Linked DNA regions of Pan troglodytes: region 1 is linked to region 2. Evidence: chromatin contacts called from public Hi-C data. All regions are on one chromosome and are shown on one strand. Each heading gives the region's core, a stretch centred on a gene start, on an enhancer-like site or on the middle of the called end of the contact. The rest is flanking DNA. Distances are from core to core; before and after follow the strand shown. Region 1 overlaps GUCY2C (guanylate cyclase 2C). Region 2 has its middle 130 kb from the start of ATF7IP.

Region 1 (5,561 bases), core at 1,902-4,401, 370 kb before region 2:
CAGGAGTAAGAAAGAGAGTGGCAGGGGCAGGTGTCACACCTTTTTAAACGACCAGATCTTGTGACAACTCAGTATTGCAAAAACAGCACCAAGCCATGAGGGATCCACCCCTGTGACCCAGACACCTGGTGGGGGGCCAGGACTCCAGCACTGGGGATTAAAATTCAACATGAGATTTGGGTAGGAACAAATATCCAAACTATACCATTTCTTATCTCTCTGATGTTATTTTTAAGTGTTCTTTCATTAAAATAGCCACAATTGTTTCTTCTTGATTTAGGATTCTTGTCTCAGGTGTTGTTGATATCCTGAATCAACGGGAAACAAATAGGCCGTGTACTAGCTGAGATTTTTATTTGTCTATTTTGCATTTCCAGCTTTGAGAATTCACGTGAGTGGCTCCACCATAGCCATCCTGAAGAGAACTGAGTGCCAGTTCCTTTATGAAGTGAGAGGAGAAACATACTTAAAGGTAAGGAGTCCACAGAGACAATGCATAGGAAAAGCTCTCAGACACGCTTGGGCCACCTCCTTTGAGACTTGGCCAGGAAAGTTGAGCATGCTAATCCTTTTCTGTACTCATCACGATGAGCACCCTCCATCCTCTGCAAGAGAAATGACCACCAAAAAATGTGAACTCAAAACTTTCCTTTACTCCAAAGAGCCCTTTTGAGATTTTGAACTCTGCCAGCATTTCCTCTGCCATAACCAGTTTTTGTCTCCAGTTCCTCCTCCAAACACAAGAGCTACATACAGTCTGGTCCAGGACTTATTTAATTTGAATCAAAACCCTTGTCCCCCCACTTACTTCCCTACTCTTACTACACACCGCTGCTATGATCTGAGGTCACCTCTCTTGCCAGTTGCTTTACTATTCGGAAGCTCTAGAATCACAAGGAGTGAATGACAAGGTGTGGCCCCATTCTCCTCCTCTTCCTCATCTGGAAGCTTGTTAAAATGCAGATGTGTGGACACTCTACCAGGCCTACTATGCAAGATTCTCTGTGGGTGTAGATCAGAAATCTATATTTTTAACAAGATAATGTGTTTGTGACCACACTAATATTTGAGAATCGCTATTCCAGATTCTTCATGCAGTTCCTCACATTTAAAACAGCTGCCCTCCAAAGCCATCAGTTGTCTCCAAATGCTTCTCAGGCTGCTTTTCCAAAGTTATTAGAATCTTTTCACAACTGGCAAAGCCAGCTATTAACTGTAAGTTACCTGTCTCCGGTAGCCATAATGCTTCTGGCCTTTACATTTGGATTGCACCTTGGAAAAGTCTCCTTTTACGTAAAAGTGTCCTAACATCACACTTGCTTTTTGAGTCCTCCATAAATACATTTTTTACAAAGAACACTTACCCCAAAATAGAACCAGTTTATGGATTACTATGGTCCAAACACAGCCAGTGAACCACTACTTTTTTAAATGAGTTTAACAATATATATCAATTATATATATATCAATCACTCATTTTTAAATTATTGATATATATTATAGATATATATTATTAAACTCATTTTTAAAAAATAGTGGTTCACTGGCTGTGTTTGGGCCATATGTATTTTGTATCTCTTTTTCAAATACCAGCTTTAGCAAAAACAGAGTTTCCAGTATTCCAGTAAATTTCCATACATTCCGTAGCCTCCAAATGGGCCCCAGAAATGCCACTTAATGAGTTCTTAATTGTGATGTACATGTGTTTGTAATAAGATAGGGAAACTGTAGCAGAAGTTTTGTAGCAAAACTTTATTGCAAAAAGGGCTAGAAGGAAATATGGACAATGACAACCAGTTGGATTTGTTGACGTAGCAGAATTGTAGATGAATTTTCTTCCTTTTTAAGTTAGAGTTCTTGTGATGTTGCTAGAGTGATATTTTAAAATGTCTTTTGGGGAAAAAAAAGAAAACTCTACTTTGAGAAAAGGATGTCTGCTGAATGAGAAACTTATTTTTAAAAAGGCACTTGGAAATAAAAATCTGTCTAGAGATAATGCAAATCATAACAGGAATGTGTGATGTGCTTAAATATTGGCACTGATGAGAAATGCGGAAGTGAAACATGTCACAGAAACAGATCATTATGGGAACAGTGGTCTACAACTGAACTGACTCCTTGGCCTCCGTGGTACATAACTCTTTTGTCTTACCAGGGAAGAGGAAATGAGACTACCTACTGGCTGACTGGGATGAAGGACCAGAAATTCAACCTGCCAACCCCTCCTACTGTGTAAGCTTCTGGGTGTGGCAGGGACAGGGAGGAAATTAGAAATCTTGGCTTTGTTAGTTATAGCCAATTTAAATTGGCAAATGCCTTACAAGTGGCATATATTGCATAAGAAGTAAGGGACTATACATGAGAAGGTTTAGAAACCTCCCTTCCTAGACTGCAAGAAGGGGATTATCCTGAAACCCTGCATTTTCCTGAGACCTCAATGAAACAGAAAAGTATTTAGCCTTGGCTTCCCTGTCTGGAACATAGACTTGCTTCCATGAATCAGATGTGTGGGCTCAGTATAAAACTACCTTTTTTTTTTCCACTGTGGATCCTTTATCCCAAGAGGGAGCTTCCACCTGGAAAAGAGGAGGAATGAACAGACTATTTAGAACTTGAGGAGATTTGGTTATTTCATTTATTTCATTTTATTTACTGGCTCTGTATTCATGATATTTTTAACTGTCAGAATTATGTTTTAAATGCCTTATCTGCATTAAAGTACACTTAACTTATAGTTTATGCAGAAAATATACTATATATTAGACAAGAATGAGTTAAAGTTTCCTGAGTCTGGGTATGAGCTTCTACCTATTCTGTCCACTTTCCTAGACTGTACCAGTCATCATCTTGTTCTTGCTGAAAAACTGACTATATTGCCCTGCAATAAAGCATGGCAAAGCTAGCGTTGTGTTCCAGGCTTGCTCGGGAGAACAGAAGACACTTTAGAGTTCACGTCATGCATGTCTTGTTCTGACAAGAGTGGAGCATACTGGGGGCAAAGAGGCTGTCTGCATTCCACTCCTGTCTTCATCTTTCTGTTGAGTTGCCTGATGAAAACAGGACCTGCCCCAACCCCAAGACTGTGGTTCTGGGTCTTAACATGAAGTCTGTGTTCTCCCTGAGATGAGGAAGACAAAGTTTCAGGGTTAACTGACAGGTTTCACTTCTCCTAAAGGTGACTCAAGCTGTCACCCAGTTGCCTGTCAATACATGTTACTGCAGCCATATGGCCATTTCCTTGGCTTTTGCTATGGTTGAGAAACTCTGTCTTGCAGAGGCCTAGATGGCAGACCCAGAGAGATGGCAACCTTCTAGAAAAGCCAAAACAACCCAAATCTTCCCTGGGGCATGAGAAACCTGGCTCCTTACTTGGAGTGTTCCAGGTCCATTCTAAACTCGTGGTCCCCTCCACCATTCTAAGCCTTCCCCAAACAAGACTCACACTGTTAAGTATGTGTGGGACCAATGAGTTTTCAGGGTTGTGTGGCAGGGGCCTAGCATCCTCCCAGCTTCTTTTCCCCTTCCTGCAGTGGCAATATGTAAACCTAGATCCTCCCAACCATGCCTCCAAATTCCAGCAGCATATTGTTTCACTTTGAAATTGAAGCCTAATTTCCTAGCAGAGATAACAGTTTTTTAAGCTCATCAAAGGCAGGGATCATTTTGTATTCTTTGGATTTCCTGTGTCTAGCACAGAATAGGCATTCAAAGAGTAACTGAGTAACTGAACTGATTATTCTGGAGCTAAGGAATATTCTGTATGAATTGCTGAGAAGTTCTATTTTCTCTTCCCACTCTGTTTCCAGGGAGAATCAACAGCGTTTGCAAGCAGAATTTTCAGACATGATTGCCAACTCTTTACAGAAAAGACAGGCAGCAGGGATAAGAAGACAAAAACCCAGACGGGTAGCCAGCTATAAAAAAGGCACTCTGGAATACTTGCAGCTGAATACCACAGACAAGGAGAGCACCTATTTTTAAACCTAAATGAGGTATAAGGACTCACACAAATTAAAATACAGCTGCACTGAGGCAGCGACCTCAAGTGTCCTGAAAGCCTACATTTTCCTGAGACCTCAATGAAGCAGAAATGTACTTAGGCTTGGCTGCCCTGTCTGGAACATGGACTTTCTTGCATGAATCAGATGTGTGTTCTCAGTGAAATAACTACCTTCCACTCTGGAACCTTATTCCAGCAGTTGTTCCAGGGAGCTTCTACCTGGAAAAGAAAAGAAATGAATAGACTATCTAGAACTTGAGAAGATTTTATTCTTATTTCATTTATTTTTTGTTTGTTTGTTTTTATCGTTTTTGTTTACTGGCTCTTTTTCCTTCTGTATTCATAAGATTTTTTAAATTGTCATAATTATATTTTAAATACCCATCTTCATTAAAGTATATTTAACTCATAATTTTTGCAGAAAATATGCTATATATTAGGCAAGAATAAAAGCTAAAGGTTTCCCAAGACTGTGTATGCGTTTCTACCTATTTTGCCCATTTTCCTGGAATACATCAGTCACATCATCTTGTGCTTACTGAAAAACTGACTACATTCACTCACACTGGAGTATGGCAAAGCTAGCATTGTTGCTCAAGGGTGAGAACCTTGAAGGTTAGTATCACTTGCTACACATGAGGGAATTTTTGACCTTTATACAGAGGTGTTGCTTCAGCTTGTCCAATTAACAATGTGGATGGCAGTGATCCAAGTATGGGACCCAGGCAAAAGTCAAGTTCCTGTACTGCATGCACTTTTCTAACTATAAAGTAATCCATGTCTCCAGGCTCCTGATCTTTCATCAGTAAATTATGAATTATAATACCCACTTCATTTTAGACTGCGCCACCCCCTCCCCCAAGCTGGCATAACACCACTCACAGATAATTTCCTTAGACCCACAGTTTACAAGGTAAAAGGAGGGAACTGGAGATGGAAGTTTGATCTCCCTACCAGTCTGAGAATCTTCACAAGAAGCTCACTCTGGTCCTGTCTCATGAACCATTGCAAGTACCAGGTGGGCTGAAACACCAGGGGTGAACTGGGGATGAAAAGTGGAGGTGCTGATTGCTGAAACTGACATGCAGATCTTGCAGCTGCTCTGTACTCCAATCAGCAGAGATGCCATACTGAGAAAACTGGATGATGCAACAGTCCTACTCTAGGCAAAACCCACAGGAAAGCCTGAATCCCTGGTTAGATTTCCCACAAAGCCCAGGTGCTAATGTGGAACCTTCCTCTTACTTGGAAACAACTAAAAGGTTTTTTCCTTTTAAACAACCTTTAAATTCTAGCACTCTCTTAAGGCTTCCCCAGACCAGGAAGCAATAGCAGACCAGTGACTAAGTTACAACATCAAGCACTAAAAGTCTACCACCACGAAGAATACCTGTAAAAGCTGGAAGAGGTGACCATCTCCTCAAATGTGTGGGCATCAATGTAAAGACACAAGGATTGTGAAAACTCAGGGAAATATGATACCATCAAAAGAAACCAACAAAGCTCCAGTAATAGACCCAAAATAATTGAAGGCCCGTAACATGTCTGACAGAATTCAGAA
Region 2 (5,412 bases), core at 935-3,434:
ATACCAGCCTGGGCAACTAAGCAAGACCCCATCTCTACAAAAACAAAACAAAAATTTGCTGGGTGTGTTGGCGCATACCTGTAGTCCCAGCTACTTGGGAGGCAGAGGCAAGAGAATTGGTTGAGACCAGGAGCCAGAGGCTGCAGTGAGCTATGATCATACAGTTGCACTCCAGCCAGTGTGACAGTGAGACCCTGTCTTAAAAAAAAAACAAAATAAAAACTTATTTTCATGAAAAGATACCACATACAAAATGAAAATGTAATCTGTAGACTGAGAGAAAATGTTTGCAATATTTGTATTTTCATAGAATTTTTTTTTTTTTTTTTTTTGAGATGGAATCTTGCTCTGTTTCCTAGGCTGGAGTGCAATGGCACCATCTCAGCTCACTGTAACCTCTGCCTCCTGGGTTCAAGCAATTCTCTGCCTCAGCCTCCTGAGTAGCTGGGATTACAGGCACCTGCCACCATGCCTGGCTAATTTTTTTGTGTTTTTAGTAGAGATGGGGTTTCACCATCTTAGCCAGGCTGGTCTTGAACTCCTGACCCTGTGACCCTCCTGCCTTAGCCTCCCAAAGTGCTGAGATTACAGGTGTGAGCCACCACACCAGGCCAGAAGTTTTTTTTTTGTTTGTTTTTTGTTTTTGAGACTGGGTCCTACTCTGTTACCCAGGCTGGAGTGCATTGACATGATCATGGCTCACTGCAGCCTTGACCTCTCAGGTTCAGGGGATCCTCCCACCTCAGCCTCCTGAGTTGCTAGGACCACAGGTGTGCACCACACTCAGCTAATTTTTATTTTTTATGTTTTTAATTTATAAAATATATTAATTAAAAAAAAACAGAGATAGGGTCTTGCTATGTTGCCCAGGCTGGTCTTGGTTTCCTGGGCTCAAGCAGTCCTCCCATCTCAGCCTTACAAAGTGCTAGGATTACAAGTGTGAGCCACCGTACCTGGCCTAGTCAGAAGATTTAAATAACTTTTTTTTTTTTTGAGATGGAGTCTCACGCTGTTGCCCAGGCTGGAGTGCAGTGGCGCTATCTCAGCTCACTGAAACCCTCCCGGGTTCAAGCGATTCTCCTGCCTCAGCCTCCTGAGTAGCTGATATTACAGGCATGTGCCACCACGCCCAGCTAATTTTGTATTTTTAGTAGAGACAGGGTTTCACCATGTTGGCCAGGCTGGTCTCGAACTCCCAACCTCAGGTGATCCGCCTGCCTCGTCCTCCCAACATGCTGGGTTTACAGGCATGAGCCACCATGCCCAGTGCTTTGTTTCTTAAGTTGTGTGGTCGGAAAAAGGTTATTCTTTATTTTTCCTCTCTAGCTTCAAGGTCCTCTTATCTGTTTTGTGTCCCAGGAGGCAGAGGCTGACCTACATGACCTGCACCAATGAGCTTCCTTGCTCTCTGGCTTCCAACTGGGTCCAGCTAGTAGGGATCGTAAGGAGATGGGGAGGGGTAGAAGAGTAAAGCTGGGCTATCATCCTCATGTTTCTCTTTCGTTCAGGGTTTTCTTGTTTACTTAAATAGTCTATGTGAACATGGAGAAAATATGACAGACACAAATCCAGTTCTTGACATGGGTGTGGTAAGAGTTGGGGGTGGGGTAGAGGTGCTGATATGAGTGCAAGGGAAGGAAAGAAGAAAGAGAAAGCCAAACCCAGAAGGAAAAATAAAAGTATGTAAGGGTCAGATCCGGGCATTTTATGAAAGCTCTCTAGTGAATTCTGTTTTTCATCTAGACAGAATCAGCCAATGCAAACTTGGTGAGGCAGAAGGAGGCCAGCATGGCTGGGCTGGGTGACTGAGGGGCAGGATGGTAGGAGTAGAGGTGAGAGGTGGGGTGGGGACACTGTAGGAAACAGGATTTGGCTCTTACTCTGATGTCTGGACTAACATCGTTTTGCTAATCTCATCCATAAATTCTCATATCACTTGGGAGGAGATTTGTCAAACTCTCCCCTCCCCTTCACCGCCACCCTTATGGGGTTAGTCTCACTGTGCCTGGGGCTAAGGAGTGGGGCATTTCTAACCCTCGGCATCTGCGCTAAGGGCTGATGGGTAGTTTCCAAGTCAGAACTGGAAGAACAAGTCAAATCTGGGTTGCCAGTCAGGTGGGATAAATAAAGAATGGGAGCCAAGGTATGGAGTCAAATGCAGGGCTTTAAGGAACCACGCCAGACAGGAGGGAGGGGCAGCGGTGCAGGCCAGTGGGAGGGAGGGATTCAGGAAGTGAGGCGCAGACATGGCAGTTTAATTTATCTTCATCACAAATCTTGAAATCACTGGAGCAGCTACTTGCCCTCTTACAATCTAGACATCAATCTAGAGTTTCAATTTCCTCTTACCAGTCTTCTATTTTTTCATTTGTAAGATATTCCCCTTGATAAAGAAAAGAGAAGTGAAATTGTTAAAATACCAATTTTCTTTGTTTCTCAGCGTCGCCATCTCAGTCCATTCTCTTCCCACAGCCACAGCAATCTTTCTAGTAAGCAAAGCTGATTGTGTCTGGCTCTCTGTCACATTTACAATAAAATCTAAACTTTTCTCTCTTTTTTTCTCTTTTTTTTGGGGGGGGTGTCAATAAACCTTCCCTAATTTTATCCCCTCCCCCTTTTAGAAAACGTTCCTGGATCATCGCTGCATTTTTTCTATTCCTCTCTGTAACCTTGCCATTCAAAGAGATGCCATTTGCGGTTACAGCAGTTTTTCAACAGTGGCAGTATTTGAGGTCAGATAATTCATTTGTCGTGGTTGGCTGTCTGTGCACTGTGGGACGTTTAGCTGCATCCCTGACCTTTACCCACTAGCTGCCAGTAGCACTCCTCAAGTGGTGACAAGCAAAAATGTTACCAGACATTTCGAAATCTCCCCCGGGAGCAATATTGCCTCTGGTTAACCATTGGGATAGGGTGTGCTGTTTCATGTCTACCCTCCCCTACGCCTGCTCCTCTTTCTGCAGGCAGTGGCCTTCTCCCTGTGGTTATCCTGGCAAACGCAGGCTCATCTCTCAAAATCTCTGCTCCGTGCTCCCTCCCTGGTGAAGCCTTCCCCGTCTGTCAAGGTGGAGTTAGGCAAGTTGGCCCTCCCATTTAGATGGCACCTTGCTATTAGAGTCAGATCGAATTGTAATTCAATGGAGTTGTCTGTTTCCATCTCAGGCTGAGGGTTTAGAAGGTCAGATTCTTTTCTAGCATTTTGTCTCCTGTACCCAGTTAAGTACCTGGGCCAGAATATTGACATCTATGTGTATCTTTAACAATTTATGTTTCAATGTTGGAAATGATTAAAACAGTTTAGAAATAACATTTAAGGGCAGATTAATTTTTTTGCCTCATAACTGATATGATGTCTGTGATATCTAGATTTTAATAAGCCACCACATCTCACATATGATACTTTGTATATGATTTGTGAATAGTTGCCTCTAGTTATTAAACTTGTTTTTGTCAGGTCGGGCCACATAGTCCCACGCCTGTAGTCCCAGCACTTTGGGAGGCCGAGCTGGGAGGATCTCCTGAGCTTAGGAGTTTGAGATCAGCCTAGGCAACATGGTGAAACCCCATCTCTACAAAAAAATATAGAAATTAGCCAAGCGTGATGGTGCATGCCTGTAATCTTACCCCAGAGGCCGAGGCAGGAGGATCACTTGAGCCCCAGAGACGGAGGCTGCAGTGAGCCAAGATAGCACCACTGCACTGCAGCCTGGGTGACAGAGCGAGACCCAGGTCTCAAAAGAAAATAAAAGAAAAAAGAAACAAATAACAAACTAAGACACAAACACACTCATTATCCTAGGCCTCATTAGGCGATGGAAATTTTTCAGCCCCGTTGTAATCTGTTGTATTTTCAGTCCCATTATCTACTGAACTGTCATTATGTGTCATGTGACTGTACTCTTGAATAACCACCTGCATAAAGCCACGCTATTATTTGACAATAATTTAGTATTTCTGCATTTTTAGTTATTCAGGACCAACTATACTTTAAAACGTTATTCCATTTAGGAAGCTCATTATCTATCAATAATAATTGTGAAAAATATTTTTAACATTTGATTTTTAAATACCTTACCAATGCTGCCATCTCCTGGATGCTTTTAAGCACTGTAACAATCAAGGAAGCTTACAGTTCTTAATAGTGGTTTCCAAAAATAACATGATATATGCCTATGAAAAGCTTTTATTTTTTGCCCTGTTCTTTTTCTTTTTATTTTTTTGGTTAGTTTGCAAAAGGCCTGTATACATTTTTACTATTTGCTCCATAAAATAGTTGACTATCTACCTACCTTTCTAACCTCCCACCGCTGGAGACAGAATGGTGTAGTGGTACTGTAGTGTAAAGTGATTATGCTACTTTTATTTTGCCCCTCTAGACCAATATCCACCCTTCTCTACTCTGCTTTGTGTCCTAGGAGGTAGAGACTGACCTATATGGAATGCATCAAGAAGCTATCTTGACTTTTAGCTTCAAATTGGGTCTGGGCAATGGGAAGCACTCAAAGGAAATTAAAGAGAAAGAAGAGCGTAGAGCTGGAGAGTTTATCCCCCCAGCTCCCTTCTTATGAGGTCCCAGGGCTCTGTCCCTTCAATGAAGGTCATATCCCCCACAAGAGCCCTTACCAAAATAGTTCACTCTATGTTAGGGAAATAGTATTTACATCCTTTCTATATCTTTCAGGCCTAAAGATGATAACAGTACCTAAATGTTGTGAAACCCAGAGCACTTTGCTGTCCTCTGGGGTTATCCTACATTCTGTCCATACCTTTTAGATGCTCCTTTTATTAAATAGCTCCTTAAATTACCTAGCTTGAATATTTTTCATTTCATCCCGACCAAAACAATGAGAATAATGATAGCACTTACTTAACTCAGGCTTGTTACAAGTGTTAAGTAAGTTAAAACTTGATTAATGTTTAAACCATGTCTAAGAAAAGAGATAAAAATGAAAGCAATAGGAAAGAAAATGATAGTGATAGGAGACAAAGATGATCCAATACTAGGATAATTGCTATTTGTTTAGTGGTTAGAAGTTCCCCCAAATCAAATATTTCTATTGAAATTGTCTTTAAATAAACAATTCAGAGGTAAAAAAGAGAAAAACTTTTGTTTTAACTGTAAAATAAGTTTATTGGTGGTAACCTTATATAATTTTATTCCTGATAATTGATGTTACAAACTTTGGGGTCTTTGAGGTATGCAGTATCCTTGTATGTAACTTGCATAAACCCCATTATTTGAGCTCTCTTAATTGCTTTTGTGATTTCTTTCCGTGTCTTCCCACAAAGACCTGTTACGTGCCTTCCATAAATGCGTCCAGTAAATGGAGAAATAAAATGAGACAAAAGCGGTACATTCTTATAATTTACATGCTTTCCACATGATATCTATGTTAAGCGCGTCTATATAAG

The links. Hi-C and Micro-C count contacts between places; a contact is called where the count stands out from the background.
Region 1: a Hi-C map of a lymphoblastoid cell line shows a contact between it and region 2, with 2.9 times the contacts expected there. The contact joins two enhancer-like sites. A contact is called at or near these places in 2 of 7 Hi-C or Micro-C datasets (a lymphoblastoid cell line and stem cell-derived neural progenitor cells).

What each region holds. Positions count from the first base shown.
Region 1 is chr10:21,741,476-21,747,036 of NHGRI_mPanTro3-v2.0_pri, reverse strand. GUCY2C (guanylate cyclase 2C) reads left to right here. Exons shown (of 27, transcript XM_528746.8): 25 at 378-472; 26 at 2,156-2,232; 27 at 3,807-4,468. The coding sequence ends at 3,981. Among named protein-coding and RNA genes, the nearest start is that of PLBD1, 40 kb to the right of the region's middle. Within about 2 kb of position 3,151, at least 4 of the 24 cell types and tissues checked have an H3K27ac peak or open chromatin away from gene starts, as enhancers often do. A contact at or near this core is called in a lymphoblastoid cell line, where this site is marked.
Region 2 is chr10:21,371,378-21,376,789 of NHGRI_mPanTro3-v2.0_pri, reverse strand. No RefSeq gene overlaps it. Among named protein-coding and RNA genes, the nearest start is that of ATF7IP, 130 kb to the left of the region's middle. Within about 2 kb of position 2,184, at least 7 of the 24 cell types and tissues checked have an H3K27ac peak or open chromatin away from gene starts, as enhancers often do. A contact at or near this core is called in a lymphoblastoid cell line, where this site is marked.